Linked DNA regions of Sus scrofa: region 2 is linked to region 1. The links are chromatin contacts, called in public Hi-C maps. All regions are on one chromosome and are shown on one strand. The core of a region is the stretch at or near the end of the contact, and the rest is flanking DNA. Distances in the headings are between cores, read along the strand shown.

Evidence for each region. A called contact is a pair of places that touch in the nucleus more often than the background predicts.
Region 2: a contact with region 1 is called in a Hi-C map of liver, with 4 times the contacts expected there. The contact joins the promoter of FHL1 here to the enhancer-like site in region 1. A contact is called at or near these places in 1 of 5 promoter capture datasets (liver), 7 of 47 Hi-C or Micro-C datasets (adipose tissue, alveolar macrophages, embryonic fibroblasts and 3 more) and 1 of 2 datasets of contacts at active chromatin or transcription factors (skeletal muscle).

Annotation. Positions count from the first base shown.
Region 1 is chrX:111,316,585-111,320,504 of Sscrofa11.1, forward strand. It overlaps a transcript of FHL1 not described here. Among named protein-coding and RNA genes, the nearest start is that of FHL1, 38 kb to the right of the region's middle. Within about 2 kb of position 1,942, at least 5 of the 83 cell types and tissues checked have an H3K27ac peak or open chromatin away from gene starts, as enhancers often do. A contact at or near this core is called in liver, where this site is marked.
Region 2 is chrX:111,353,869-111,358,020 of Sscrofa11.1, forward strand. It overlaps FHL1 (four and a half LIM domains 1), which reads left to right and starts at 2,370. Exons shown (of 6, transcript NM_214375.1): 1 at 2,370-2,709. The coding sequence starts at 2,688.

The sequences.
Region 1 (3,920 bases), core at 692-3,191:
GCACCTGATCCAAGGTCATATGTATGTGTTAATATCAGAGTTCTAGTTTGAGGTGTTAGGTCCTTCATACATAGGTTAGTTTTTATTTCCTAGTTAAAAACGCTCTCCTGACAATAACTTTTTGTGGGTCTTTCTCTCAAAAGAATAAGTTAATTATGGTGAAAGTATATTAACTATGTAAAGGATACCAGAAAGGCCAGGTTTTTCCTAATTTCAGAAAATGATCAAAATTGTTGTGTACAGGAATCTGTTATGTTATCTGCCTTGTTGAGATTGAACATTAGTGGTATGGAACCTTTTGTGAGCATCTAGTCTTCAGCATTATATTTTCTTTTTTTTTAATTTTTTTTGTCTTTTTTTTTTTTTTTTTTGTCTTTGTTGTTGTTGTTGTTGCTATTTCTTGGGCCGCTCCAGCGGCATATGGAGGTTCCCAGGCTAGGGGTTGAATCGGAGCTGTAGCCACCGGCCTATGCCAGAGCCACAGCAACGCGGGATCCGAGCCTCGTCTGCAACCTACACCACAGCTCACGGCAACGCCGGATCCTTAACCCACTGAGCAAGGGCAGGGACCGAACCCGCAACCTCATGGTTCCTAGTCGGATTCGTTAACCACTGCGCCACGACGGGAACTCCTTTTCATTTATTTTTAATTTTTGTGTGTGCGTGTGTTTTTAGGGCCACACCCGAGGCATATGGAAGGAACTTCCCAGGCTAGGGGTCGAATTGGAGCTGCAGCTGCCAGCCACAGCCACAGCAATGCCAGATCAGCTGCATCTGTGACCTACACTGCAGCTCATGCAGCGCTGGCTCCTTAACCCACTGAGCAAGGCCAGGGATCGAACCCGCATCCTCATGGATACTAGTTGGATTCGATACCGCTGAGCCATGACGAGGACTCTGTCTAGTCTTTAATTTCCTCTGGCCTGTGGGGCAAGTACAGGTGCCAAGGCCTATATCAAAGATGCCTAGTCACAGAAATGCAAAACAACTTTTTAAGTCTTTATACACACCAGCTTGGAAGACTCCGATTGGAGCTACTGCTGCATGAAAGTACTTTTTTTTCTTTTGTTTTTCCTTGCTTTTTAGGGCTACAGCTGTGGCATATGGAAGTTCCCAGGCTAGGGGTCGAATTGGCCTTACAGCTGCTGGCCTACACCGCAGCCACATGAAAACCAGATAAAAGCTGAGTCTGTGACCTACACCACAACTCACGGCAATGCCAGATCCTTAACCCTCATGGATTCCAGTCGGGTTTGTCACCTGCTGAGCAACAACAGGATCTCCCATTTTTCCTTTATAAAAGCTGATGTCTGTCAAGGTTGTGGGAAAGGCATTTTAAAGATTGCATTTACTTCCCAACATAAGTAGGCAGTTCCGTTGTAGCAAATGCTGCCCCTGCACGTGCCCGCATAACAGTTGTTTTTAATCTGGCACTATTAACAACTAAGTTCTTCAGCTTTCCTTTCTTTCTTGGCCCTCTGGGTTCTTTTCTTTCCTTTTTTTTTTTTTTTTTTTTTTTGGTCTTTTTGTCTTTTTGCTATTTCTTTAGGCCGCTCCCGAGGCACATGGAGGTTCCCAGGCTAGGGGTCTAATTGGAGCTGTAGCCACCGGCCTACGCCAGAGCCACAGCAACGTGGAATCCGAGCCGCGCCTGCAACCTACACCACAGCTCACGGCAACGCTGGATCCTGAACCCACTGAGCAAGGGCAGGGACCGAACCTGCAACCTCGTGGTTCCTAGTCGGATTCATTAACCACTGCGCCACAACGGGAGCTCCCCCTCTGGGTTCTTTCTGTAGCTGTGCGTGTCACTCTCTCTTCGTCTCTCCTTTGCCTGGGTGTCTGTTTCACTTTCCCGGTGACTTTTTTTCTATCCAGTGGACTCTGCCCACTTTTCCTTTTTCTGGCCTCAAAGTCATCGTCGGTCCTAGTGTCATCATCCTGGTCATCTGCCCTGCGTTCCCCCCCCCGCCGCCGCCCGGCACCCTTTTGGCCACTGCCAGTTACCCCAGCCTAGGCCAGATCTCATTTTTCAGCCTGGAATGGGCAGGAAAACTGCTCTCCAGAGGAAGTGTGAGGTGAGATCTGGTGTCACTTGATACAGAAATGTCACCGTTAGAATAAAATTAAACAAAATACGTCCAGAGACTACATAGTTGCATAGACAGGTAAACCTGTGAACGCAAAATCATTTCTTCTCTGTGGCCAGGGCCCCAGCCAGTGCTAAAGCTACGTGAAATAATGAAAATGGATACTCACTGCCAAGGGCTTACTAGCTGAACAAATGAGAAAATTGTACCCTTGCCTAGGGGTGTGTTCTTAAGTAGCTTTTGCTCCTGTTCCTCGTTATTGCCTGCTAATGAATGTGCGCATTGCCAGTGAGCCACCAGCTCTTCCCAGCTTCCTGTAGTACTCTGTATTTCTCTTCTGAAACTGGCTTTTCCTTTGTATTTAAACCAATGATATTTGCTTGCTCTTTGTTTCGGAACTACTATAGGTGTAAAATGTACAGAAAAAAGAAGATACATATGTACTGTTTTTTTTAATGTTTTAATTTTTTGTCTTTTTAGGGCCGCACCCGCAGCCTGTGGAGGTTCCCAGGCTAGGGGGCTGAATCAGAGCTGTAGCCGCTGGCCTGTGCCAGAGCCACAGCAGTGCCAGATGCGAGCCATAACTGTGACCTATACCACAGCTCACGGCAACGCCACATCCTTAACCCACTGAGCGAGGCCAGGGATCGATCCTGCATCCTCATGGTTGCCAATCAGATTCGTTTCCCCTCAGCCACAGTGGAAACTCCTGTGCTGGTTTTTTTTTGGTTTGTTTGTTTTGTTTTTAATGCAGTGAAACCTAGAAAAAAAGAAAAGCAGTGAAAATAAGTCTTGGTTGCCGGCACTCTACTTTGTGTAAGATTTCTATTTTATTTACTCACCTGAAAACTCTGGATCTTACATATGTTCAAGATGTAAAATGTTCCATAGACGTTCTAATCACAAGAAATTGCAATATCCACAAAGTTTCAGATGTACTTTTCAATACTAAGGACCTGTTAGCTGGGAATGTAGAGCTTTTATCATCAGGGTGGTTTTGACAAGGATGATACAAATGTAAGTTTCTATACTTGATTAACAAGTTTTGTTATTCACTTTCAGCTTTAGAGTGTGGATGAGGCTGCTTGGCTCCTGTCAGATTGAAAATGTGTGATTTAGTAGGAAGACATTAAGGATTGGTTTTTCATTGAATCTCTGCCAGGTTTAGTATTAGACTTTATTTTTGTTTGGGAAGCTGATTGCCAGCATCTGCCCGTAGACGAAATCAGTCATCTTCGGAGTTCCCGTCGTGGCGCAGTGGAAAACAAACCCGACTAGGAACCATGAGGTTGTGGATTCCATCCCTGGCCTCACTCAGTGGGTTGAGGATCCAGCGTTGCCGTGAGCTGTGGTGTAGGTCGCAGATGCAGCTCGGATCTGGTGTTGCTGTGGCTGTGGTGTAGACCTGCAGCTGCATCTCCGATTCGACCCCTAGCCTGGGAACCCCCATATGCCATGGGTGCGGCCCTAAAAAGCAAAAAAAAAAAGAGAATCATTTGCACTTTCGTGTGACCAGGTGAACTGAAGTAACGGGTGACGCCCAGGTTTCTGAGACTAAAGAGGTCACACAGACCCACTCATATGAGTCATAAATTCCAAACATTTTTATATCATGAGCCATAGTAGCAGATTTAGACATCTGAGTTAACAACATTTTGTTAAGAAATACCCTGTAAGTAATGGTGATTTCAAATACTGAAAATGATTTAAGAAATTCCTCAGCGCTATGGCTTTTAGAAACTAAGGAGATACTTAGTTCCTTGTCAAAGATTCTACATCTCAAAATGCAGGAACAATTCAGATTTTCACATCCCAGGCTCTTCTCGTCTC
Region 2 (4,152 bases), core at 1,120-3,619, 38 kb after region 1:
GCTCGCGGCGGCTCCTCGCGTGGCAGAGTCACCTGCATGTTGATCTCAGCCTCCTGTGAAGCAGGGACGCTCCTCTTCCTTGGGACCAGCAAAAGCCCTGGCACCACCCCGCGGACATCTGCTCCAGGAGTGTTCTTCTAAAATGAGCGACTACATAGGGGGTACGGTCTGCAGGTGGAGCCACGGGGAGGTTACGCGGAAGTGCAGGGTGGCTGGAGACAGGATGCCTGGCTGCCCTCGGAGGTCAGTGGGCCTCGGAGGTCTTGTGCGCGAGGGGGCTTGGGAGTTGTGACGCCCAGCACTCACGGAAGGACCATCCTGCTGTTCGCTGGGCCACGAAAGGCTGGAAGGCCTGAAACGTGGCCTTCAGGCACCAAAGAGATTTGTTCCTCAAACCTCGGCCGGTGCCACCCAGAGTATATGAGGAGCTTTGTAAACAGTGCAGTGATTACTAAGGATGTCATCACACATCATCCTTTGTTAATGTGTAACGAAGGTGGCTCAGCTGCTGATGAAACCGGTGACTGGGCGTCTGCTGAGGAACTGTCAGGGTTACCGAATCGCTGGTCTAAGACAGGGCAAAGCTGCCAGCTTTCCTTACTGAAGAACTGATTTTCACCTGGCAGAGGACCTGTCTTCCCTGTTTCGCTTTTGTGTAGTTGTGTGACGAGGGGACATGGGCAGTGGGGACAGGTGTCAGAGCAGGCGTGGCCACACCTCATACAGTTTTGCGAAGGCACGGTTGGCCTGGTTGGTGAAAGTCACCGACCGAATAAATGCCGAGGCCCAGCTCACACTGGCCTGTCAGAGGTGACTGATGAATTGATGGGCAGGAAGCAGGTCTGTTGTGTTTTCTCTTGGGTTTTAGGCAAAATCGACTTAGGCTTTTTGCTAAAACATTTCCTGGGCCAGGGATTGAACCGGTGTCACAACAGGGACCCGAACCGCTGCAGCGACAATGCCGGATCCTTAACCCATTGAGCCACCTGGGAACTCCAGCCCGTTGCTATTCCGTTGTCACCTTTCGCAGTGCTCAGCTGGCTAAAGGGACGCGTCTGCTTGCTGGGAGTAGACCTCCCGAGGCCACGCGCTCTGCTTGTTGTTTGCAGCCCTGCGAGGGGGGCCATTAAAAGCGCCTTGGCCCTAACCCAGCGTTTACCTCACTAAATGGAAAATTTAGTGTTTATCAGGGTTAAGCATCTAATAAAATAGGAGCCTTTCCTCTGGGTGCAAAGTCTCATTTGTTTTAGGAGCAAGGCCTTGTTCATACTGGCCAGTCTCCTGCTCTCGCGCAGTCAGCCCAGCTGGGAAAGAGGCCTTTCTCTCTCCGGGCTTTTTGGGGGCACTACTGTGTGATAAATCTGCCTGTAGCATCCTGGCTTTGAGGGTGCTGTTACCTTCTGCTAACTGGGAGCTCCTGGCAGTCCGGGCTGTCTTTAGAATAACTTCCCGTGAGACAGTGGAAGGGCACAGGCGTCCTCAGAGTCTGGCATCCGTTGCTGAAGCGGGTATGGCTCACCGGCCAGGCCTGGGGACAGAAGACGAGGAAAGCATGGCCCTGGCCCCCGAGTCAGGGTTGTCTACACTCCTTGATGTTCAGTGGCGGAAGCCACTTGTAGGGTTCTGGGTGGGACTGTGTTTCACTTTTATGTGAGGCTTGGCAAACCCTTTTCAAGTTGTGGAATTTGGTTTTTCCACACGGAGTCACTGAGGAAGCTGGGGGCAGTGGGGGCAGCGTTCGGCGGGGTGGCTGGGGAAGATGGCCCGAGAAAGTGACCTGAAGCCAAGCCTGGAGGAAGCAGAGGAGCCAGCGCGAGGCCCGGGGCGGAGGGCCCGGCTGCCGGGGGCGGGTACCCTGGGGTGGGGCGGGTGAGGAGGGCGCAGGGCACGGCCCGGGCGGGGGCGCCCACGGCTCCTCCTGGGGCCCCGTCTCCAGCCATCGCATGGCCCGTTGGGGTCACGGTGTTTCCGTCCCCGTTTCTGCTTTCATCGTCCCTGACAGTGGAAAGCAAGGGGCTGCGTTTGTGGGACACGGTCTCTTCCTCGTGTACTAGCAGGTGCGTGCGTGTGTCTGCCCCTCCGGGCCCGCCCTGTCTGGCACTCAGGAGGGGTGCTCTTTTCAGGATCCTGCCAACCTCCGGGACAGACCCAGGAGGACACGGGCCGTGCCCTCGACCTGTGTGGCCCTCGGGTCCAGTGCGTCTTTCCCCCGCTGCCGCCGGCGGTCTGTCTCGTACAGTTACTTTGACCAGTAGCAGCACAAACTCGCGTCCTTCCGGGGCCCGCGGGCGAGCTCATCGGGCGTATAAAGTAGATTAATGGGGTGGCTCAGCGTTGAGGTATGCCACGGCCGCGTCCAAATTTTATTCCGGTACAGGGATCACTTTCTCTGCGGCCTCTCTGGCTCTGGAGCTAATTTGGATGCTGAGTAGCCCCACAGGTATTTATATGTAGTGTTTGGTATTTTTACTGGGTCCTATTCTTCTCCCTTGGATCACCTAAAATGGTTAAGAATTTTCGAGTGGGATTAAGGTTGCGATCTCTGGGGAGGGTGGGCCATCTGCTCTCGGTTATTTTCGTGTTCACCGCTTCCCCTTAAATGTATGTTCACAACGGAGCCGCAGCCTTATCAGCCGGGCCCAGGGGACAGTGGCTCCAGGTGCGGCTTGGGACTCGCTGGCGGAGCCATGGCCTCCCACAGACATGCAGGTAAACGCGGCGGCGGCGGCGGCCCCGGGCGGCCCCGGCTTCTCGGAGCACAGGGTGCCGAGGGCCCCGCGTCCGACCTTTGTTTAAGAGATATTTTTGGGTGACGTGATTTCAGTCCTGTCTAAATAGTAACAGAGCCGTAGCTCCTCTCTGCTCAGGCCTTGCCTCCCTCTAATGCTGTTTCCGGGACAAAAGAGATCTTGTTCAGGTAAAGTCAACAGCTCGAGTAGCTTATTTCTTGAAAACATGTAAACACGTTGCTCCAGAGCCCTTTGGCAGGACGTCTGGGAGGCTGGAAGCGATTGGGTGAGGAAAGAGGTTTTCGTCGTGACTGTTCGCAGTTTGGGGGTTATTTGTAAGATACAGATCTTCATCTTGACAGTGCTTTAAACCGAATTTCAATGTTTAGAAAAGGTCAGCCGTGGAACATGGAGCTGCAAGAAGGAAGACTGATAACGCAAAGTCCGTGCTGCCCTAAGGCCCTCTTCTCCTCGGAAGGGCCCTGTGTCTGGTCCTCCCGGACACACAGCCGGGAGCCTTCGGCTGTGACACGTAGCCCCCCAAGTCTTCTGATCAGAAAACAGGGCAAAGCTGCGGACCCTCTAGACTGTCGGTGCCCCAAGAGTCTCCCTCTCGTTTGATGCCCTGACGTGGAGGAAGCCTCTGGCGTGGACCAGACCCCCGGGGGACGGGGCCCGAGGGCTGCAGGGCGGGCAGGTCTCTGGGCTCAGCCTGCTGCCTCGCTCCTCCCAAGCCAGGACTGTCGCTGTGGCTCTGTGGCCCTCTTGCTAAGGAACGGTCCCCTTTCTTAGCAGCCAGGCACTTCGGCCCATCTCTCAGCTTTCAGATGAAGGGTCGATGTCATTCTCAGTGGCAGTCTTTTGGAAACAACAGTTTTGAGAACTGAGTGTTGCCTGTGGCTGTTTAGATAAAGGCAGTACTGGGCTGTTTAGATAAAGGCAGTACTGGGTCAGATTTCTCTGTCGGGGTTTGAACCAAGCGTGCTGCCGTGGGATGCGCTGCTTTGGTCCGCCTGTCCGCTTGTCCTCCTTGTTCCCAAGGCTCTCGAGCTGCCTGCTGTCTCTTCCTCCACCCGGGAGCCATTGTACCAGCTCGGCACCACAGGCCCGAGACTGTGCTAATCTAATCGGCCAACGTCCGCAAGCTCTGGGTGTAGACAAACTAGCCGGCTGTACCAGTTGTTCCAGTGGACCTTGGACGCAGGTTAACTGGTAGAGGAACTGCCCGTTTTATTTACTAATTAAATGACAGGATAAGGAAATCTGTTTCAAAGGTGACATGTTTATAACACGCCCAACCTTGGATTTTGAAACTATACCACATCCTGACGTTATTCTTCTATAAATCTGGAGGCTGTAACTGTAACGAAATTAGACAAATTGCTGACACCTTCTAGGTGATTTTTAAAATCAGGAGCTAGCA